2 separate regions of the Ovis aries genome follow, and region 2 is linked to region 1. Evidence: chromatin contacts called from public Hi-C data. All regions are on one chromosome and are shown on one strand. Each heading gives the region's core, a stretch centred on a gene start, on an enhancer-like site or on the middle of the called end of the contact. The rest is flanking DNA. Distances are from core to core; before and after follow the strand shown. Region 1 holds the start of WNT7A (Wnt family member 7A). Region 2 overlaps HDAC11 (histone deacetylase 11).

The links. A called contact is a pair of places that touch in the nucleus more often than the background predicts.
Region 2: a Hi-C map of hypothalamus shows a contact between it and region 1, with 4 times the contacts expected there. The contact joins the enhancer-like site here to the promoter of WNT7A in region 1. A contact is called at or near these places in 5 of 16 Hi-C or Micro-C datasets (hypothalamus, liver, muscle and 2 more).

The regions. Positions count from the first base shown.
Region 1 is chr19:58,063,953-58,068,611 of ARS-UI_Ramb_v3.0, reverse strand. It overlaps WNT7A (Wnt family member 7A), which reads right to left and starts at 2,216. Exons shown (of 4, transcript XM_027957827.3): 1 at 1,893-2,216. The coding sequence starts at 1,963.
Region 2 is chr19:58,344,574-58,349,232 of ARS-UI_Ramb_v3.0, reverse strand. HDAC11 (histone deacetylase 11) reads left to right here. Exons shown (of 10, transcript XM_027957834.2): 4 at 3,112-3,228; 5 at 4,645-4,659. Among named protein-coding and RNA genes, the nearest start is that of HDAC11, 7.3 kb to the left of the region's middle. Within about 2 kb of position 2,867, at least 8 of the 54 cell types and tissues checked have an H3K27ac peak or open chromatin away from gene starts, as enhancers often do. A contact at or near this core is called in hypothalamus, where this site is marked.

The sequences.
Region 1 (4,659 bases), core at 967-3,466:
CCCAAGGTGTCAGGCACACAGTGAGCACTCAATAAATGAGCTGCTGTAGTAGTTACTGTTATTGGGTCTGATTGTTCCAAAAGGCTTGTCCCTGAGCCACAGGAACTATCCAGATAAGAATACACAGGTGCCTTGCCATCCATCGGAACCAGAAGGCCTCTCAAGAGAGAGCTCTGAAACTTCACCTTTCGGGCCCATTTTACAGATGGATAAGCCGAGGTGCAGAGAGCAGCAGGGCCTGGCCCCAGACCACCCTGCCACTCCCCGCCTGACCTGGCCCTCCCTCCCCACCCCAAAGGGCGGCCGCGGAACGGAAGGCGGGCGCCCTCCGTGGCTCCAGTGCTCTCTCCCTCCGTCCCTCTGGGCAGCTGGATCCCTGCGGGGACTGTGAGGTCTCGGCGCCGGCGGCGGGAGGTCGGGCGGGCGGGGCGGCCAGGGGAGGTTATTTTCTGTTGTTTTCCCTTTCTCTCTCCGCTCCCGGGTCCCTCCGCCCCGTTTCTAATTAAAAAGAAGATAAAGCCGCACGCGGCCAGCGCCAATCAGCCCCACCGGCTTCCTGGATGCGCGCGGGGCGGTGGGGCGCGGGCCAAGATGATTAAAGCAGGGGGAAAAAAAAAAGCAAAGCCACCCAGACGCGGGCGAATCAATAACACTTAAAACAGCCGCAGGCAGGCAGCGCGCGAGCCCCGCAGCCGCCTCCCGGCCCGCGGTCACGGCTGGCAGCCGCCTGGTCCGCTCCGTGCGCACCTGCTGGCCGCCGCGGCCGGTCAACTTGCGAGATCGCGGGAGCCGCGGGGCGGGGAGGCGGGGGAAGCGAGGGACAAAACAAAGGATCCATCACACACACACACACACACACACACACACCCCGCCGCAGATCCTGCAGTCCGTCCCCTCCCCAAGCGGAGCTGGGGGCGCCGCTCTCGTGAAACCTGCCGAGGTGGCCCCGGCGCGCCGGAACCCCCCATCCATCCCTGGAGCCCCCACCCTCACGCTTCACGCGCACTATCTCCGAAGTACAAAGGGTGACCGGCCCTGCAAACGCAGCTCCAAGACGCGTCCCGGGCCGCCCCCTCCCACCTTCCAGCCCGAGCGCCGCCCCCGGCCCAACCCCGAGAAACGCCAGGGTGAGACGGGGAGGGCCGCTCGCGGACGCGCCGGCCGCCTCGGGTGCCCAGCTTTAGGGGGCGGGCTGTCCCGCCTCTCGCCGGCGCTGGCTCGCGAGCTTGCGTCCCTGGTTGTCTCGGTCCATCTCCAGCTCTACCCTTGTGTGCGTCTGCTCGGGTGGCTGGCGCTGTCCCCTCGGCCCCGGGGGTCTGAGGGTTCCTGGAAACGCGTGGTGCCCGGGCTTCTGTGCTTTGGCCCAGCGAACGTGCCTCCCTGCGGGTACCTGTTCCCTGCTCGCAGACCCGCCCTGCCTGCCACCCGGGGACTGCCCTGCACTAGGAGCGGCTGTGCCCGCCCCTCTGTGGGCACTTTCTCTTGGGCTCTGGGGGCTGAGCTCCCTGGGAGCTGCTGTGGTCCTGGCTGGTGGTCCCATGACCCGGTCCGAGTGTCCCTGGGAGGCGCTGACCCTTTGCAGCAGGCGACCTCTTCAGGGTCCCCCGCGCTGGAGCGTCCCTGCGGGTTGTCCTTGGCTTGGGGTCGGGGGAGGGGGCTTCCTCCCTCGGGCATTCCCGGGACGGCCGTGTCTCTGGAGCTGTGCGCGCCCCTGGGGCTCGCGCCTGCGGGGGCCCTCTGTGCGCCCACCGTTCCCGCACCTCACCCGCCTCCGCCTATCTGCGGAGCCAACGAAGTTGGCGGCCGGCGGCGGCTCGCGAGCGGCTCAACCCCTCCCCGAGACACGCCAACTTTGCCGGGACGCGCGTGCAGGGGGTGCGAGCGGCCCTTACCCGATCCGGAGGTAGACCATGCCCAGGCTGAGAAAGAAGTGGCCCAGGCAGCGCCGCGCTTTCCGGTTCATAGTCCCCGCTGGCCGCCGGGGCCGCGGGCCGGGCCGGGCTGATCCCGCGGGCCGGCCTTGGCGGGGCAATCCACATAGCCCGCCCTGGAGGCGCGGGCCGAGGCTTCCCGAGGCCGTCTGTCGTCCGCCCGTCCGCGCGCTCGGCGCCGGAGCCTCGCCGGGAGCGCGGGAGCCACCGAGCCCCGGGAAGGAGGGAGGAGCGAGCGCGGCGCGGGGCGACGCCGGGCTGCGCGCGAGCGGCCGGGGCGAATGTGCGAGGCGCGGGGCGTGCGGGGGCGCTGCAGCCGCCCGCCCCCGCCCCTCCCACCGTCCCCCGCCCCCTCCCCGCCCGCCTCCGCGGAGCGCCCGCCCCGCGCCCCCGCGCCCGCGGGACAGGGCCGCCTGCTCCGAGCGCGCTCGCGCTTGCCCCACGCGCTCCCGCGGCGCCCCCTCCCGGCTCCGGGGCGCCCAGCCGGGTGGGGGGCAACGGGAGTCCGCACGAGCCGCCCCTCCGGCGCCAACTCGCCGACTGCGGGGCGAACGGACGCGCAGGGACGGCCCTCCGGTTGGGGGGAATCGGGGCTCGGCCGAGAACCCTCACTCGCGCCCGGGCCTGCCTCCCGGTCCCTCCGAGTGCTCGGAGCTGGGGGGTGGGGGTCGTGGAGAGCTCACTCCCCTCTCCCCAGCTTCGGGGGAGGGCGCCCCCTTTCGCAGGGCTAGTGGCGGAGGAGGATGACTTGGCTCAGCGGATTCGTCCTCACCCCCGTCCATTCGAGGCGGGGCGGCAGGTGGGTGCCCAGGTGAGACAGCCTCCGCTGGAATCCCGCTCCTGGAGGACAGTCTGGAGGCCTGGACTCCCCGCTCGCAGCCCAGACGCGGGGCGCGCGAGCCGCCCGAGGGCTCCGGGCGCAGCCGGCGGCTCGGCGCGCGCTCGCGGCGACACCTGGCGGGCAGTGCAGGTAGGCCTGGCTCGCTCGCGGGGACAGCGTCCAAGCTGACCAGAGGTCCTGACCCCTTCCCATGATACACAGCCCAGTCCAGTGAGCTAGGGGCTTTGGGACTCAGATTGCAACGAAAGAAATCGAGGCTCAGGGCAGCGAAGGTGTTTTCCCAAAGACACCAGCTTGGAGGAGTGGCCGAGCCAGATTGCAAACAAGGCGTGCGTGACTCTAGTGAACAGCTCCCGGCTCCCCAGGGTTATCACTTCTGAACGGCTTTGCTAAATCACACAAGGTCAATGAAAACCACTATTCTAGCGTCCATTCCCATTGCACAGATGTCTGTGCCACGCCCCAGCGTGGGCGCGGCGGATATTTTAAGGAATAAGTACAATATCCTTCTCTCCGAGCTGGTGGGGGAGGCAGACCCTAAGTAAACAAGTGCATAATTGGAGACGTCAGAGGGGCAGGTGCAGATGATAAGACAGAGTGATGGTGAGAGAGAGCTCTGGGGCTGGAGGGTTGATTTTAGACGTGAGGCCTGAAGGGCAGGGAGGAGAGGGTCCGGCAGTACAGGAAGCAGAAGGCAGGACAGAGGCTCACAGGTGGGCAGGAGCCGCAGGAGGGGATGAGGGCTGTGCTCCAGAGAGAAGGAAGGCCAGCGAGGCTGGAGCAGGGAGATGGGGTGTGGATCCCGTGGAGCTCCATGGGCAGGCGAGCAGCTATCCTCTGCCTGTGTTTCTCCCAGCCCTGAGCAGCCTGCCTCCAGAAGGCCCTCAAATGCGCTCTTTCTTCTCTACACGCACCGTCATTCTTGGACCAAAGACACGCCCAGGTCACAAATATTAGGGGACATTCAGAACCAGGGACTGGTTCACAACCAGGACGTTGGGGCAGGTGGATCAAATAAATAATTCAGCGTCTGCCCTCCAGAGGCAAGTAGTTTGAGGACCAGTTTAATCATCACAGAGGTAGTACGTGCTGCATGCCAGGTGCTGTCATCAAGAACATCAGCATATTAACTCATTTAGTCCTCTCAGGATACTATGAGATCAGTGTTACTCTTCTTGCCAATATGAACGGAATGCTGGAGGGAATGGGGTAGGAGGGCTGCAAAAGGTGAGGCCCAAGAGGAGGTCTAGGGATAAATTCAGGGCACAAGCTCCAGGAGATGGTGAGGGACAGGGAAGCCCGGGGTGCTGCAGTCCGTGGGGTTTGAAAGAGTCAGAACGGCTCAGTGACTGCACAACAAGGAAAGTGAATAAGTGTGGGCCTTCTCCGAAACAGAAGCGGGGCTGTGGCAGGCTCCGGTTTGTGCTTCAGGAGGCACATGGCAGCTGTTATAGGACCGGTAGAGGGAGGCAGGACGTGAGGTGGGAGGTTGTTGGGAGAGAGGGCTCAGGTTGGACAAGACTCAAGGAGACCAGTGGATGCAGACAGTCTGAAGGCAGGGAGACGGGGTGAAGAGGTCCCAGGATGGCCTCTGCCCTGAAAGGCAGGGTGGTTGATGAGGACAACACGGAGCCGGGCAGGAGAAGCTGGTCTGAGGCCCACGAACTTGGTTTTGGAGGTACCGAGTTTGATGTGCCTGTAGGTCACTGATCGGACAGGTGAACGTGTGTGCCGGGAGAGAGGGTGTGGGCTTCCGAGGGTGACTGAGGTCTCCGCAGCCAGCAGTCGGTTAAGCCAAGGCAGGGATGGAATACTGCCTTGAGGCAGAGAGGCTGAAAGTGAACGTGTTAGTCTGACTCTTTGCCACCTGGTGGACTGTAGCCTGCC
Region 2 (4,659 bases), core at 1,618-4,117, 280 kb before region 1:
GTCCCGCAGGCCCCGGGGGGACCCGAGACAGGCCACCGCAGGAGCTCCTGGGCTCCTGGTCGCGCCTGCTGCCCCTTGTCCTCCCACGCGCCAGCCCGAGCGGTGAGAATTCTAGATGGAACCTTGGCAGCTTGTGCTCCTGAAAGATTACCAGGAAGAAGATGAAGCCTGGCTGCCGGGAGAGCGAAGGGTGCGAGGCCCTGGCAGGAAGCCCAGCACTTGGCTGCCCTGGTTTCCCGGGGCCGGGACTGCGTGGTCACAGTCCACAGCCCAGGGGTGAGGCCAGGAGGACATGCCTGCCAGAGTCCAGAGGGTGAGGGTGGGGCCAGGGCGAGGCCGGGACCAAGGGGCGGGGCTGGAGGGAGCGCCCGGAGAAAGCTGGGCGGGGCTGAGCTCCATCTGTTTGGAGGTCCTTTCAGGGAACAATGGGGGCTGACCGCATGCCTGGCCTTGGGCCCCCCAGCACCCTGAAGGCAGCTTTCTAGGTGCTACGTAATAATACGAGCAAGTATTTACAGGTAGAGTCTCAAGTAGAAAACCGACATCAAGGGCAGAAGGAGCATTCAGATATGCAAACGTATCCAAGAGGCCACGGCCGAGCTACATATCTGGAGCTCCCTGGTGGCCAGAGCAAAAGGAGAAACACGATGATTTCCACATGACCTACTAAGGCAAAGAAGTATTCAGTCATGCAACACCTCCATATGGCATTCTGACTGTGTATTGGGTGCCAAAACAAAGCAATAAGCAACGTTTCCTGCTGCCATGGATTCGCATTTCCTGCTGCAAGACTGAAAAGAAGTAACAGTCAAAAGCATCTGAGAGCGACGGAGGGGAAAGAAAGGGCCACTGGGCAGAGGCGTGCTTGTGCAGGCCGAGCGACCCGGGAGCAACAGGGGAAAGAAAGGGCCACTGGGCAGAGGCGCGCTCGCGCAGGCCGAGCAGTTCGAGCGGGCCTCGCAGAGCAGGCGGGCTGTGAGCCGAGACCAGAGAATGACGAGAAGGTGATACTTGCGGAGTCTCAGAGGAAGGCGGTTGTAGGGACTCAGGCCTGGAGTGCGAGGGGGCTCAGCCTCCCAAAGGGGAGAGTGAGGGAGTGGGCTGGGAGGGCATTCTGAGCGAGCAGGAGGAGGAGCAGGGGCAAGGGCCCTGAGGCAGGAGTGTCCCAGCAGCAGTGACACCGCTGGATTGGAGGGAACGGAAGGGAGGCAGTAGGAGGCGGGGTCAGATGAGGGTTAGGACCAGCGAGGGCCTGTGGTTGCTACGCCTTTGCTCTGAGGGCAGTGGGAGCCCAGGAGAGTTTCAAGCATGAGGACGCAATCTGACCTGGGTTTCCAAAGCTTGCTTGGCAGCTGTGATGGGAATAGATGAGACCGGCTATCAGGATGAAATCAGGAGCGCAAGAGGAAGGGGATGGTTGCCGTGATCCTGGTGGGAGAGCCTGGGCGCTCAGACAAGGCTGGAAGCAGCTGTGGCCGGGGGCGGACATGGCAGGACCCGGGGTTTGTTGTGAAGTTGGAACAACAGGACTTTCTTGGGCTCGGATTGGGTGTGGGGTCTGGAAGCCAAGGATGTCCCGGAAACTGTGGCCGGAGCCCCAGGGAGTCTGGGCACACCTTTGGCCTTGTTGCTGCCCCCCACGGTGCCCTGAGTTGGTGAGAGCAGAGACACAGACCCCGTGCACAGAGTACCCGAGGGTGAGCCTCCGAGGGTCCCCGGGAAATGGGACCTCCAGGTTTATAGGACAGCTTCTCCACTTCTGCAAAAAAACAAAAATCAAAAAACGCTATTGGGATTTCAGTAGCGATTATGAGTCTGTAGATGAGTTAGGAGAGAACCGCCTTCACAAGGCTAGGTCTTCCACCCTGTGGGCACCGATGTCTTTCCCCTCATTCAGAACTTTACGTTCTTTCAGCAGCATTTTGCAGTTTCCACCGTACGAGTCTTGTACCTGGTTGGTTAATTTATTCTTTTTGATGTCCTTGTAAATGAAATTGCTTTCTTAATTTCCTTTTGGGGCCGGTGGCTTCATTTTCTTTCCTTCTCTGTCCCCTGCTGGCTTGCTGGGGGTGGGAGGGAGGCAGAGGTCGATGTTTTCCTTCGGGGGCTCGTCGCTCCCTTCCAGGGAACAGTCATTCCCTGCTTCCCACGTGCTGGGCTGCTGCTGGGGTTGGTGTGACAGACAGGTGGAGCCCCCGCCTTCCCATTTATGGGTCCTCCACACACGTGCAACACATATGCCCCCGCTCACTCACACGTGGTCTTGCAGCTGTCCGGCCAGACCGTGCTCTCCCTCCCCCAGCAAAGCTGTCACATTGCAGGTCAGCACCTCCCCACCAGGCTGCTGTGTGTCCGTGAGGACAGACCAGCTCCATCTCCAGGCCTGGTGCCTCCCCAGGCTCTTGGGAAATATCTGCCAGGTGCCAGGGTCCCTGCAGGGCTCTGCCTAGCATTGGTGGAGAGCAGGGTCTGGATCGCGGGTGTTCCCAGCCAGGCAGGAGAGGTCTAGGACCAGGGTGCATGGACACTTGCTCAGGGCCTGGGAGGTCGAAGGGAGGCTATATCCTGGTCTGGGTGCCCCAGGCCCTCCTGCCTCGGCAGCAGGGGATGAGAGCGTGCAGCCCCATCTGAAGGGATAGCTGACTCCGGGTGGATGAAGGGGCGTGCTGCGCTGGGGCACCAGCAGCCCTGGGCGTCCAGTCCGGACTCTGTCGATGACTCTCTGTGACCTTGTAAAGAAGGATCCTCCTTCCTTATCCCCTCTCCCTGCCCCCGCAGGGCCTTGCTGCCCCGGGGTGCGGGCCAGGCCAGTTCTGAGTAGGCTGGGTGGTGATCGGTCGTCCCCTGCAGTTCTCCTTCTGGACACAAGAGGGCAGCCGAGGGCCTTGGCCCATGAGGCCCTTCGCTGACTTCAGTTTACGAACACCCTGTTGTGAGCATCTCTGAGCCGAACCTGAAGTTCAGCCACGGTGGGAGGGCCCCCATTTCTCACCCGAGGAGCTGCACTTGCCCACAGCCCCCCAGGCGCCCTGAAGCTGGTCCAGGGGGAATCTTCTGCCTCTGGGCCTGTTGGGCAGAGGGAGGCCAAACAGCCCACGTCTCTTCCTGCAGTGGTCCTTTGCCGTCGCGACCATCACAGAGATCCCCCCGGTCATCTTCCTGCCCAACTTCCTGGTGCAGAGGAAGGTGCTCAGGCCCCTGCGGACCCAGACGGGAGGAACCATAATGGTAGGTGGGGCGTGGGGGGCAGTGGCTGGGCGGGAGCCCCCAGCCCCGGCTCCTTCGCTCCCTGGGCCTTTGCCCACCTGGGGTTTTCCCTCCAGAATGCCTCGTCCTGCTGAGTAGTTGAGCAAAATTACAAATGTTCTTCAAGGCGGCAACAGGAACTTTCTTCCAAAGCTTCTCCCATAGAAATCACTGCTCTTCCCCCAAGACCCCCTGTTAGAGTATTTGCTGGTGTGTAAGAGGCGTCCTTAACCAGCTGGCCCTCCCAAGAGTGTGTCCAAAAACTGCGGCTCTGAGCTTCTCACATTTCAGATGAAAACAAACCCGTGATCTCGGCGGTGGATGGTGGCCCTCACCCACGTCGGGGTGTGGCCGTCACCAACACTCGCGGCAAAAGTGGGTTTCACACCGCGTGTCAGCTCAGTCCAGTTGCTCAGTCGTGTCTGACTCTTGGTGACCCCATGGACTGCAGCACACCAGGCCTCCCTGTCTATCACCAACTCCCAGAGTTTACTCAAACTCATGTCCATTGAGTCAGCAATGCCATCCAACCATCTCATCCTCTGTCGGCCCCCTCTCCTCCCACTTTCAATCTTTCCCAGCATCAGGGTCTTTTCCAATGAGTCAGCTCTTCACATCAGGTGGCCAAAGTATCAGAGTTTCAGCTTCAGCATCAGTCCTTCCAATGAAAGTCAGCCACAGACAGTGAGGAAAAGAAGTGGAAACGATTGAAATGTACAGTGATCTAACCCAGACCTGGATCAACACCGGCTGACCCCTTGTAGTTTTCTTCTTAGCTTTGCAAATCTGTGCACTTTCAAAGTTTATTAGAATATTCCTGCTCACCCCAGAATGATGGGTTCCTACATGATTTTAGGACTAGAGCAACAGTATTTCCGTGAGCAAAATTGTGTCTGTTTTCCCTTCGAGAGCCACGTGAGAATCCTTGTCAGCTCGCATGCAAGCCTGAGAACGGAACTCTGGTTTCCTCCAGTTCCCTGACACAGTTACCACAGGGGTCTACACTTTGCAGGTGGCTCAGTGGCAAAGAATCCGCCTGCCAGTGCGGGAGCCACAGGAGATGTGGGTTTGATCCCTGGGTTGGGAAGGTCCCCTGGACGAGGGAACGGCAGCCCCCTCCAGCATTCTGGCCTGGGAAATCCTGTGGGCAGGGCAGCCTGGTGGGCTGCAGTGCTCGAGGTCAGAGTCGGACGCTACTGAGCGCGCTCACGACGCGCTGCCGTCTCAGAGGCCAGCCGGGGGGTTGCCGGGTGGGGGTGGGTGGTGCCCCCCGTACCCCACCTCACAGCTCATCCGCACCTTGGAGCTGCCTGCAGTGTTCACGGGGGTAGTGAGTCAGTGCAGGAGTGAGTGAAGCGCTCGGCCCCTGCCTGCCTCAGCCTGTGCTTGTTTTCAAAGGCGGGGAAGCTGGCA